Regions from separate parts of the Mus musculus genome. Here regions 1 and 3 are each linked to region 2. The links are chromatin contacts, called in public HiChIP or PLAC-seq maps. All regions are on one chromosome and are shown on one strand. The core of a region is the stretch at or near the end of the contact, and the rest is flanking DNA. Distances in the headings are between cores, read along the strand shown.

Region 1 (4,171 bases), core at 1,524-4,023, 210 kb before region 2:
AAGCATCCACAGTCATTCCCCATAGCTCCGGGTTATCGTGGCAAGTCTAGCTCCAGGTGTGCGTCTCCACCGGTTTATTCCAGATGGAATAAACACAGACAGTACAGCTTCAGGGAACTAAAGCAGACCAGAGTCGGATGCCCTGATCTTTGACTCTGTGGTTTACCTGCTGTGCATCCTTCGGTTGCTTCACTCTCAGAATCTGTCTTCAACCGCACACTTGGTGGGCTGGACTTCAGATGCTTTCCGAAACTGATGACGTCAGCGGTCCATGCTTTTTCTCTAACTAAAAATGCTATGACATTGTATTTTACACACATGCTTCTTAAGGCACTGTCTCGTACCATACACAGCATATATGAAAGAATGGGGAATAAGTGTGTAACAAAATATATGTACTAACACCAGTGGCTACCAGGTAGGAAGGGGCACCTTACTGAGGCATTGGGCCCAAGACACCTGGAAGACAGTTCATCAGTGGAAGCAATTTTTTTTATTGGGCATAGTCTAACAAAACCAGATTTAAAAATAAAATCTTATCTCTAAAAGGAAAAAGAAAGGGTGAAGAGCACCTGTTGCTCTTGCAGAGGACCTGAGTTCAATTCTCAGCAACCACAAGGCTATATATATATATATATATATATATATTTATATATACACACATATACATATATATACACATACATATATATATACACACACATATATGCATATATACATACACATACATACACGTATACATATATACATACATATACATGCATACATACATACATACATATACATATATCATATATATATTTACTCCAGTTCCAGGGGATATAGCGCCATCATCTGGCATTTGGAGGTACTGTATCATGTCATGAACAGACATGCAGATAAAACACTCCCGAAATATAAAAATAATAAAATACAGAGGAAATCAAAAAGTGAAAGACAGCTGAAAGGGGAAACAAGCGGGAGGCGCCACCTAGGGAGTGTGGGGTCCTGCTATGAGCTCAGCCCTCCAGTTGTATGTGCCAGGCTTGGGCCCATTTTCAGACTTAGAAGCCACCCAGGAGTCATGATAGGACTTGCCTGAGTGCCATCAGTAGCTGGGATCACAGGATTTGAGCTCCAGGCTGTCTGATTCCTGGGCTCCAATTCTCTCTCAGTAACCTGGGAGGTTTCTATTGCGGAGTACATTTTTTCTCCAGCACTTGGAAGGTGAAGGGAGAAAGATCAGGAGTTCAAATCCAGCCGTAGCCACACAGCAAGTCTGAAACCAGCCTCTGCTGCAATGTACCATTTATATATCCAGTAGCAAGTGTTAGGTTCCCGAAGTAAACAGCTGGCACCTTCCTGAGGCCCTGAAGTCCGAGGACTCAGAAGAAACAAAGGTGTGGACACAGTGAGGGAAAACCAGAGGTGTGCCCAAGTCTGGGCTGGCAGCTACCCTGAGACCTAAAGAGAAAGAGCAATCTGAAGCTGCCAAGGTTAGAGGGGTGACAGAGAGGGGCTCTCCAGGGGAAAAGGCAGTGACCCGCAGAGGAAAGCGCAAGAAGCTGGAGAAGAAACACCACCTCCTCTAATGTCTCCCTTCTTTCCATCCTTCTCTCTGCCTCCCCTTCCCCCCCCCCCACCCTGTCTCTCCAGCTGGGCTCTCCACTGATCAGATCAGGCTGGCAGCTAGAAGGGGCCTGCCTGAGAGAGCCCCTTTTCCTGGTGAGCTTCCTGGAACAGAAAACAGGACAGGGAAAGAAAAGAGGGCAGGTGTGGAGTAGGAGTAACAAAAGACCCTTCCTCCAGTGTGGCCAATCCTAGTGGCAAGAACCTCTTCCCAGAGCCAGAAGGGAGAGCTCTGATGGCTGCTGGCCTTGCCTTATGCTAAAAGCCCTGCCAGATACAGCAATGCCTCTTTTTGAGCTTTGTGTCCATTTTACAGATGAAGGTGTGGAGATCAAAGGAGGCTAAGAAGCTGATATCACTTCAGCAAGGAATCCCTCTGGGAAGAAAAGGTAGGGCATTTGTGGTTCATCCTGGAGTTTAACAGCATCTTCACTCATTCTTTCATTCATCCATCCATCCAGCGATTATCTCGCTATCAGTATGGTAGCTGTAATATCCCAAATCATAATTTAATAAAAGGTGGTGGTCAATATTTATTTATTTTTCTTTACCCCTCACCTGATACTTCTTCCAGGACTTTGTTCATGAATGGCCACTGGCCTTTATTCAGCTCTTCTTGTTTGTGAGGGACTGTGCCAATAACTGGGCTGCATTATCTCATTTAATCCCCATAATAACTCTTAGAGGGAGGGATCATTCTTATTGTCTCTCCTTTACAAACAGGAAACCCGGGCTTAGAGAGATTAAATTACGTGACCAAAGCCACTGGGCTGGGAAGGGCTGGAACTGAGATCAGAACGGATCCTTCTGACCTTGGTGTAGGTCAGACTGGCCAACATGGAAAGCCTTCTCGAGGTCTCACTTCTTAAACCTCTGTTAGAGTTCTTTGCCAGGTCTCAGGAGATTGGGCCACTTGAGGACTCCTGGTCCCAGCCTACAGACTCAGGACTTGGCTTGCCTGCTTCCACAGGAAAGCTGGCCTTGAGATTCTCACAGGACCACTTCTACTTGGAGAGAAATGCAAGTTCACACTGTAGGAATGACAACCCCATCGTCCCCCCTTGAAAAGCCCGGGCCAATCTTCCTTTCTCCTTTTCCAACCCCGTGAAACTCAAGGAAACAAAGGGGTCAGAGCCAGCTGTAAGCAGCTCGGAATGCAGCCTCTTCAGCTCCTCCTGGCAGGCAGGAGCGTCGAAGACAGCCGCACAATGCCAGACGAATACTCATCTCTTCAAGCAGTCCGTGGCCACCCCACCGAAGGCAGATAAAACACTTTCGACGGTATCACGTTTTATCTCCCCTTTGTGGGCCAAGGGAATAAAACACAGTTGCCAAACACAAATTAACGTGTAATTATTTTCCTTGCCTGAATCATTTTCTTTCATGTGTTGGAGCATGCTGCGCAGAGAACACCACACCTTGGACCTTAATTGTGGTAATCAGGGTGCCGGGCCACAAGAAAGTCTGCTAACGCCTCTTCTAGCTTTTGCTTTCAAGTTGAAGCAGCTAAGCCCTCCGCCCTCTACTTCTCTTTTAAGAGAAAGAAAGCAAATGTTGGGGAAGGTCCCAAGGCGGCTGCAGCCAATGGCAGACCTGCTTGGCCACAGGAAGGTGTCCATTACCCTGAATATAAACACAGCCATCTTGGACAAGTGACTTTACAAGATCATGGCTATCATTGTGCCCCACCCCACACCACCCCTGCAATGCGCCCAGCCATTTTTCTTACTATTATATTGCTTAGTAAATTTAAGACCACCTGTCATTGTATGAAAGCCACCATGAGAAGTGTGTCCTATGGTCCATCTGCAGAGACGCTTTTGATATTTGAGTCACGTGATAAATGGCAGGGAATTAGACCAAGGAAGAATTGCTGTAGGTCTCTGTCTCAGTGACTATCTCTGGCCCCTCGAGGTCCTTGCAAGATGATTTTTTTCCCTTTATTTTTGTTTTGTGTGTGTGTGTGTGTGTGTGTGTGTGTGTGTGTGTGTGTATGTGTGTGTGTGTGTGCGTGTATGTATGTGTGTGTGTGTAGGTGTATGATGTGTGTGTGTGTGTATGTGTATGTATATTGTGTATATGTGTGTATGTGTATATGTGTGTGTATGTGTGTTTTGTGTTTAACATGGGTTCTGGAGGTCAAACTCAGGCCTTCATGTTAGCAAGGCAAACACTTTACCGACTAAGCTGTTTCCACAGACCCAAAGGCCAGTTTTAAGTTATTTTGACTCTCTCTCTCTCTCTCTCTCTCTCTCTCTCTCTCTCTCTCTCTCTCTCCCTCTCTCTGATACAGGTATGAAATGGTGGTTTAGTCACCAGAAACCACATCTTCACGTGCAGGAGACTCACCGCCTCCTCATCCTTCTTAGCTGTACTTAGAAAATTTGTGGGTAATTAAAACACAGCCCATGCTTTTTTGCTCGGATTCTGAAGCCCAAGACACCAGTTCAACTCAGCCAGTGGCAGGAGTAAGGGGTTGGGAAGCTAATAACCTTACATTTAGTTAAGTAATGTATTAATCAGGACTCGGTTTTGAACACTGACTCCAAAATGCATTTACTCT
Region 2 (3,613 bases), core at 725-3,224:
TTTAGATTTGCTTCCAAAATACATAACCCCACATCTTGCCTCACTTATTGAGAGGACATACAACTCAATCTGAATTTACCTGTATTGTATTTGAGATCCCTATCATCAGATGTGACTCCAGGGAAAATACATGTCTCCAAATCACCTTCGTTGTCTTCTTTTGGCTTTCCCGGGCTTCCAGTTAGCAACAACAAAGTACTTGTATCTTGTGGTAGGAGAAAGTTTCACAGGTTTTTAGAAGCCTCATTTAGAACTTCTTATCATTAAAAGAAAACCTTTCAAAACTGAACTGAATTATCTGGTGAAGACTTTTTTTTTTTTAATCTTCTAAGATTTCTACATCTATGGGTTCCCTCAGACCAGCGAGATTTCACTCTGGGTAAATGTTTGAGGCAAAGGTCCCTGTTTCAGAGAGGTAAGCTGGAAGGATCTGGAGGTCTAGGCAGTCAAGTTTCTAAGTCTTCTAAACTGGGGTACCTGCTAAGCTCTGGTCATTGAAAGCAACTTGGAGCAATGGTCCTCCCCTTTGGTGCTGGAGGGAGTATTTAGGGAGCATTTGCTGTTTGGGACCAGCGCTTAGCAGGCTCTTCTTTCCCCCACCAGTCCGGATGGGTTTTTGGATCTATGAAAAAGCTTCTGCAGCCTGAAATGGGTTGTTTGCAGCGATCTTTCTGCTCCTGCTGGCTTGCGGGCAAGGGAGGTGCAGAATTATTTCAGGCCTCTGTCTCAAAACTCTCTTCTTCCATGCATTGATACAGTTGGTCACTGATGCTTTGGGGCTGCAGTTAGATAGAGAGTGTGCTTTAGGGTGGGATCCTGATAGGTATGCTGCTTAAAATTTCAAAGTCAGGTGAGATGAGCTTTCCCCAAAGATATTCAGGCTTTGGGTTTGCAAAGTCGAACCCTGTTATTTGCAGAGAGAATAAAGACACTAAATGTCACAAATACCCTTCTCCCCTGCCCATCACCTCCCAAGGCAGATGCTATCCTGACACCTGAACTCCAATGACAAACACAAACTCAAAAAAAAAAAAAAAAAAAAAAAACCTCATGAGCACACTTTTGCACGGGCCTAGAGAGGAGACTCAAGGGGTGAGAAAATATCCCCATTGACAGTTTCTAAAACTTGTCCTGTTTGGACAGAGTATGAAATGGAGATCATTTGTGTAAATTAGCTGCCAGGAACCAATGGGCGCTGGGTCTGCTGGTGCACACCTACACTCTCAACACCAGGGACGAAGCCAGTGGGGTAGCAAGTTCAGGACCATCTTGGGTAAGATAGGGAGCGACTTCTAAGCTAGCCAGAGCTGGAGAGCAAGAGTCTGTTTTAAAGGAAAAAAAAAGGGAGAAAGGGTAGAGATTAGTTGAATATCCCTTGACCACCTCTCAGCCTTTCTCATCTTTGTCCCTTTTCTTAAGGAATGAGTTACAGCTAATGTCTTGGAACACTCTCCAAAGATAAGACAACTAAGGACCATGCCTAAACTATTTCTATTAGTAAAGATGCTGCTATTGTTTTCCATTATAGTTACAAAGATACACTAGTTTGAGCTCATAGTGGGAGCTTTATAAATGTTCCATGCCCTCCGCAGATTTCCAACATTCTCAGGCGGGAGCGTGTGGGATCGGCACCAGAAACACTTTAAAGAGGGGTTAAAAGACAAGAAATGAGACTCGGCAAGCTTCCTCTTTAAACAATCGGCTTTAATTACGCCTTAGACTTTTCAGTTTGGGCGATTATAACCCTTGAGGGATCGCCTAATAACAACTCTGCTGACTGCTCCTGTAATTAACTCCTAATTTATTTCAAACGGGGCGGGGGAAGGGCCCCAAGCCTCTCCAGGGAGAGCCAATCGGTGGCGAGCGTCCGTGGCGTCAGGAGCAGGGCCGTCGCCAGTTGGTTGAGCCGAGTCTCCCACTTCCCCTCGGAGGACAGGCTGGGCTCCCAGCGCGCCCCTGCCGGCTCCCCCCCCAAAAGTTGGAGTCTTCGCTTGAGAGTTGCCAGCGGAGTCGCGCGCCGACAGCTACGCGGCGCAGAAAGTCATGGCTTCTCCGACTAAAGGCGGTGACTTGTTTTCGTCGGATGAGGAGGGCCCCGCGGTACTGGCCGGCCCGGGTCCCGGGCCTGGAGGAGCCGAGGGCAGCGCAGAGGAACGCAGGGTCAAGGTCTCCAGCCTGCCCTTCAGCGTGGAGGCGCTCATGTCCGACAAGAAGCCGCCCAAGGAATCGCCCGCGGTGCCACCCGACTGCGCCTCGGCTGGCGCTGTCCTGCGGCCGCTGCTGCTGCCGGGACACGGCGTCCGGGACGCTCACAGTCCCGGGCCTCTCGTCAAGCCCTTCGAGACCGCCTCGGTCAAGTCGGAAAATTCCGAAGACGGAGCACCGTGGATACAGGAGCCCGGCAGATACTCCCCGCCGCCCAGTGAGTGCGCGTCTGGGACGGGATCCGGGCTGGACCAGCGCGAGGGGTCCCAGAGGGGCTGGGGAACGGGTGTTAACAGGATGATGCTCTTGACCCCCCTGGTACCCCAGTTCAGCGGGCGGTCCGCATCCCAGAATCCCTAGCTTCGAGGAATCTGCAGTACCTGAGCGCTGGCTGGCATTTGAAAACCAAACCAAGTTGTTGATTTCTGCAGTCCTTAGCCCCCTGCTCCGAAAACTTCATATTTGTGTACCTGCCCGGGAAATAGGGGAGAGTCGCTGTTTTGTTTTGTTGAGTCAGGGTCTCCTGTGGCCCGTGCTGGTATGCAGCTCAGGATGGTCTTGAACTCGTCATCTTACTCCACCACCTAAGTACTAGAATAACTGGTGTGCACCACCACACCGGGCTGGGATCCACTTTAAATGAGTATTGAAATGTGGTTTTGCTGGCCTTCAAAATATACAGGCAGCCCCATGAAGTTCACCCCACTATAAAGACTAGACAACTGGAAGTTAACCAGACATGGAGCAGACATACTTGGTAGTCTTCGAACTCCAGTGTCCATCCTATGAAGGGAAGGTGGCAGGCAGAGACTGATTCGGAAAGGAAGCTTCTTGTATTCTAGTCCGTTGTTGGTTAGGTTCTGCGTGTTGCAGGGAGCTAGTTTGGGCCAGACCCTCGTGGGCTCTCCTGGGTTCACAGTAATAATTAACAGCATTCCTTCAGAACTTGAGAATGTACAGTGAGGTGGCCACAAGTTCGCCAGATTTGGCTGCTTGCTAGAACCTCAAAGTACAGGCAGAGGCATGCCACCTGTGGCTACCCCTTCAGACTTGGTGGCTAGTGCTTAGAGGATTGCTCTTGCTTGGTCCAGGTTACCATTCATACTTGCAATGGGCATGGGGGTCTGGTGTCCATGCTCTCTGCCCCCTCTTTTGAGGGTGATGGCCATATTGCTATTTTCACTGCACCCCACTTCCTCCAGGGAGGCTGTGCCGACTTCCTTTCCAGACTTAGCATCCCTTTGGGGTCCATTCCTGAAACTTTGTTTTTAGTTTTATCTCTTGGCCTTTGAGGTTTATCTCTTCTGTTGCCTTTTTTCCTGCCCCCCCCCCCATCAAACTTTGGGAAAGTTGAGAAAGAGGGAGAGGGATTGTGGAGGGACTTTCCCAGCTCAGCTGGGGGAGAACT
Region 3 (3,789 bases), core at 446-2,945, 240 kb before region 2:
GAAAATGGAACTCGTGGGCATGGATTCTTATTTCTAAATCACTGCTCTGTTCTCTACAAGGAGCTGTGAACACAGGCTGACCCCTAATTAACCAGCCTAATGACACTTTTAACATATCTAGATCCTTCCAACAGACTGTTTCCCTCAGAACCTATGAAGGAATTAGAGTGCTCCCACAATGCTGTTCTTCATACTTCCGTCTTGCACAATCCCTCCTTCTGCCTTTGCTTCCTTGTTTGTCGCTCAGGGTCCTTCTGCTAAGGAGTGTGGGAGCTAGGGACAGAGACAGACAGGCATAGAAATTTGTTTTGAAGATTTGGCTGGTGAGGTTGCAGCATCAGGCAAGTGAGGTTTCTGATGGGACTTGGGTGGGCTTGAGACCCAGGGAAAAGCTGGTGAGACAACCCAAATGCAGAGGGAGTCTGGTGACTTCCTCCTTCCTCTAAGAACCCTATATTTTTTTCTCACGAGCCCTCATCTAGCTAGAGAGGACTCACAGATTGTGAAGGGAAACATCCTTGCTCGAAGCTTGCTGGGCCTTAAAGGTTAGTGTAATTCCTGTGCGTGTGCACACATGTGTGTGTGCATGTGTGCATGAGTGTGTGGGGGTCAAGCTCAGGATGGCTGGAACACACACTTCCTTGTGGCCTAGACTGTGTGGCTAAGGCTCTCATTGTAACCTTTGTCTCTTTCCGTGCTGCCATCAAAATGTGGTTTATTCGCTTCATAAAGCGAAGTCTCTGCACCAACCGGACTAGCATCTCTTTATTCCAATAGTCAACTGGTTCAAAATTAATTACTAAATTAGTGATTTCTTCTTTCGCCAGAATAAACCAATCCTGAGACCAAAAAAAAAAAGGCTACATAGGCATATAGAAACAGATGTAGATATGTAGAGGCTGATAGAGAGAGGCACAGCTCTAGGAAGAATTGGGGAGTGAATTTGTGTCATGCAAAGTCTACAAGGCAAGAGCTGAAGGGAAAGCTTTTGGCCTTCTCATTGGCCCACTAACAGGTCACGTGTTACAGAGCCCTTGATGCCCCCCCCCGAAAAAAAATCTCTCTGAAGGACGCCAGAGGACGAGGAGATTTTTTTCACCCAATGTTTGTGTCTCTTTCATTTTATCCACAAGCTTCTGTATACCAGACACCAGAAAACCTGCAAGCATTTGTCCCTGTTTTCTATTCAGAAGAGATGGAGGCACAGTGAATGTTCAAGAAGTGTGGCCAGTGTTAGTGGTTCTGCGGCGATGGTTTTTCCCCTCTGAAGGCTCCCAGCGGAGACAAGTCAGTGTAAGAAAGGTCAGTGGGTAAAACCCCGAGCTTCGGAGAAAGCTAGAAAAGGGCTCTTTTGTGGATGTTCTTAGGGATATAGCACATCTTAGGAATGTCCATGAGTTTCTTTAAAAGAATAAAAATCATTAGTCTTCGCTGGGAACAGAGCAGGAGATGTGGGGAGCCTTCCTCCTTAATTCAAACGAGAAAGAACTGAAGAAATGTACATGGCCAGCCCCCGAGGAGCTCGCCCGTCTAAGCAGGGTAAAAGACGTTTTTCAGCAAGTTCTGAGACAGACAAGGGCCCAATGCTAAGGTATGACTCTACCCCGCCTCCATCCCACCACTAATGAAGGCGATATGAAACAGAGGCCCTCAGAGAGCACACACCCAAGTGGGCTTCGTGTTCCGGCAACTGTTCCAAGGCAGGCCAAGGCCACGTCAGGTCCAATTAGTGTCAATGAGGACCATCTGTGTTTAGGCAGCCATGTTACTTAAGGCAAACATTTCATAATTACAGCTTCTTGCACACACCGTGTGTTATGAGATGTGGTGTCCCGGTGTGAATCAGAGTCACTTTTTTTTTCCAGAATCCTCAGCAGCTTGGTCTGGCTGAATGCAGCCTGCCGAGCGCCCTTAAGAGCATTCTCTGAAATATTGAATTAAGCCCAGTCCAGCTTTTTTCTCTTATCTGTGAAATCTTGTGGTTTTGGTTTTGACTGTTTTTATAAAATGAAATATATAACATATATAAAATGCAAATAAAGTTGAGGTTAGAGTGGTGTGTTTCCCTCTCCCTCACGCCCTTTGCTAGAGACATCTGTTTTTCCTCCTCCTCGTTCTCCTCCATGTCTTAAGCTGAAGTATAAAGGTTCAATTGTCAAACGGCCTGAAGGACTCTGGCTCTAACTAGCTTTTCACCATTAAGAAGCAAATCAGCTTATAAGGACTTTACTAGCCTGGGGATGCTTTCTCATTTCTCCTGCACTGGGCAACTTAAATTGGCTTTGGAGTCTCCAGGAATCCAACAGCCCTAGGCTCAAAGCTAAAGATAGTTTGAAATCCTTACAGTATACTCCATAGGTCCTCATAGACAGAGAAGTATGGATTGAGATGATAAGGATATGTGATTAGCTCAATAAACCCAGAGAGAGAGAGAGAGAGAGAGAGAATGCCAAATGAGAATAACTACCTCAGAGAGAGCTGAGCCTTAAGGCCCTCCCAGGCTCAGCAGCAGGTTGTAAGAGACAAAAACTCAAGTCAAATGAATGGGAATAAGTAGACAGAGCTGAATGTGGTGGCACACAACATTAATCTCAGCACTTGGGAGGTAGAGGTAGGTAGATCTCTGAGTTTGAGGCCAGCATGGTCTACAGGGCAAGTTTCAGGACAGCCAGGGCTAGACAGAGAAAGACTGTCTCAAAACATGCACATGCACAAAAAATAACAAACGAACACCCCCCAAAACAAACAAACAAAAAACTAGCAAGCGAGAGAGAGACAGACAGGCGGACAGATTGACAGATGGATGCATGGATGCATGGATATGTAGATGATGGAGTGATATAGGTCTATCTTCCCCTAGTTTTTCTGCCTCCTGCCAAGCATACTAGATACCTTGGAACAGGCAAATGAAATGAGTGTGTTGGATAATCTTGAACATCAGCATGACTGGGACATGGTACCCAGATATTTAGTCAAAAACCATCCTATATGTGTCTAAAGGGCTGTTTAGGGATTTGAATTAACATTTTAAATTGTGATCTTTGAGGAAAGCTGATCTCTCTCTTTGCTATTGAAGAGTCTCATCCAATCAGCGAAAGCCTTGAGCGCTCAAGTCTCTGCGCACCCAGGTCGCCTTCTTGAGGGAAACCTTTCTGCCTTTCTGGTGGCCACAGTGGGGGATGGTGAGGGGCTCAGCAGCTCCCGAGGAAGCAAGGTTAAGACTGAACAGCAGCACGCTCAACAGCTGAAACAGAGCCACGGCGAGCGCTGAAATCAGACGGGAGATGCTCACGCCGAAATAGAACAACCATCTGCTAAAACGCGTCTTCTGTGGGACTTGAAACCTTAAGTTAGCATTGTATATAAACCGTTGGGGATATAATTTTTAAAAATCACCTGTCATAGCGAGATCCACAAAAATATTTCACAACTTAAATGTAGAAGAATGAGCGGCTGATGATGCCTGTTACGAGAAGAACCAGATGTTAATGGGTTTTTGGGTTTTTTAAAGGAACTGCCAGAAAAGTACCATGATCAGAAACTCTTAAAATGTATTTAAAAAATTAAAGACATCATTTTTAAAAAACGAAACAGAAGTTACGGGAAAGAACCAAATGGGAACTACAGAACGGAAAAAAATACAATACCAAATACAAACACACAGAATGTTATTAGAATGGCCGTGCCAAGGAGTGGGGCTGTTAAACTTGAAAACAGAATAATAAAATTCATGCATCTAAATGGGAAGGAGAAGTCAGACTTTAAAAAAGGGAAAGGAGCAGACATAAT

What was found. HiChIP or PLAC-seq counts read pairs in DNA pulled down with a chosen protein or histone mark.
Region 1: an H3K4me3 HiChIP or PLAC-seq map of embryonic limb bud shows a contact between it and region 2, with 5 times the contacts expected there. The contact joins the enhancer-like site here to the promoter of Msx2 in region 2. A contact is called at or near these places in 8 of 39 promoter capture datasets (the 3T3-L1 cell line, cranial neural crest, epiblast stem cells and 5 more), 2 of 15 datasets of contacts at CTCF or cohesin (embryonic stem cells and stem cell-derived epiblast-like cells), 66 of 484 Hi-C or Micro-C datasets (the C2C12 cell line, LSK cells, MC3T3-E1-derived osteoblasts and 39 more), 22 of 115 datasets of contacts at active chromatin or transcription factors (astrocytes, cardiomyocytes, craniofacial prominence and 12 more) and 5 of 9 other capture datasets (adipose tissue, embryonic stem cells, embryonic tail and 2 more).
Region 3: an H3K4me3 HiChIP or PLAC-seq map of embryonic limb bud shows a contact between it and region 2, with 4 times the contacts expected there. The contact joins the enhancer-like site here to the promoter of Msx2 in region 2. A contact is called at or near these places in 6 of 39 promoter capture datasets (the 3T3-L1 cell line, cranial neural crest, frontonasal cranial neural crest and 3 more), 13 of 484 Hi-C or Micro-C datasets (LSK cells, beige adipocytes, brown adipocytes and 7 more), 13 of 115 datasets of contacts at active chromatin or transcription factors (astrocytes, craniofacial prominence, embryonic basal ganglia and 9 more) and 1 of 9 other capture datasets (adipose tissue).

The regions. Positions count from the first base shown.
Region 1 is chr13:53,680,388-53,684,558 of GRCm38.p6, reverse strand. Gm34278 (a long non-coding RNA gene) reads left to right here. Exons shown (of 5, transcript XR_873419.1): 5 at 1,925-2,003. Among named protein-coding and RNA genes, the nearest start is that of Gm34332, 6.2 kb to the left of the region's middle. Within about 2 kb of position 2,773, at least 10 of the 459 cell types and tissues checked have an H3K27ac peak or open chromatin away from gene starts, as enhancers often do. A contact at or near this core is called in embryonic tail, where this site is marked.
Region 2 is chr13:53,471,141-53,474,753 of GRCm38.p6, reverse strand. Msx2 (msh homeobox 2) reads left to right here and starts at 1,974. Exons shown (of 2, transcript NM_013601.2): 1 at 1,974-2,422. The coding sequence starts at 2,044. It overlaps Gm33763 (a long non-coding RNA gene), which reads right to left. Exons shown (of 4, transcript XR_873406.2): 2 at 1-779.
Region 3 is chr13:53,707,212-53,711,000 of GRCm38.p6, reverse strand. No RefSeq gene overlaps it. Among named protein-coding and RNA genes, the nearest start is that of Gm34278, 8.6 kb to the right of the region's middle. Within about 2 kb of position 1,695, at least 17 of the 459 cell types and tissues checked have an H3K27ac peak or open chromatin away from gene starts, as enhancers often do. A contact at or near this core is called in craniofacial prominence and embryonic limb bud, where this site is marked.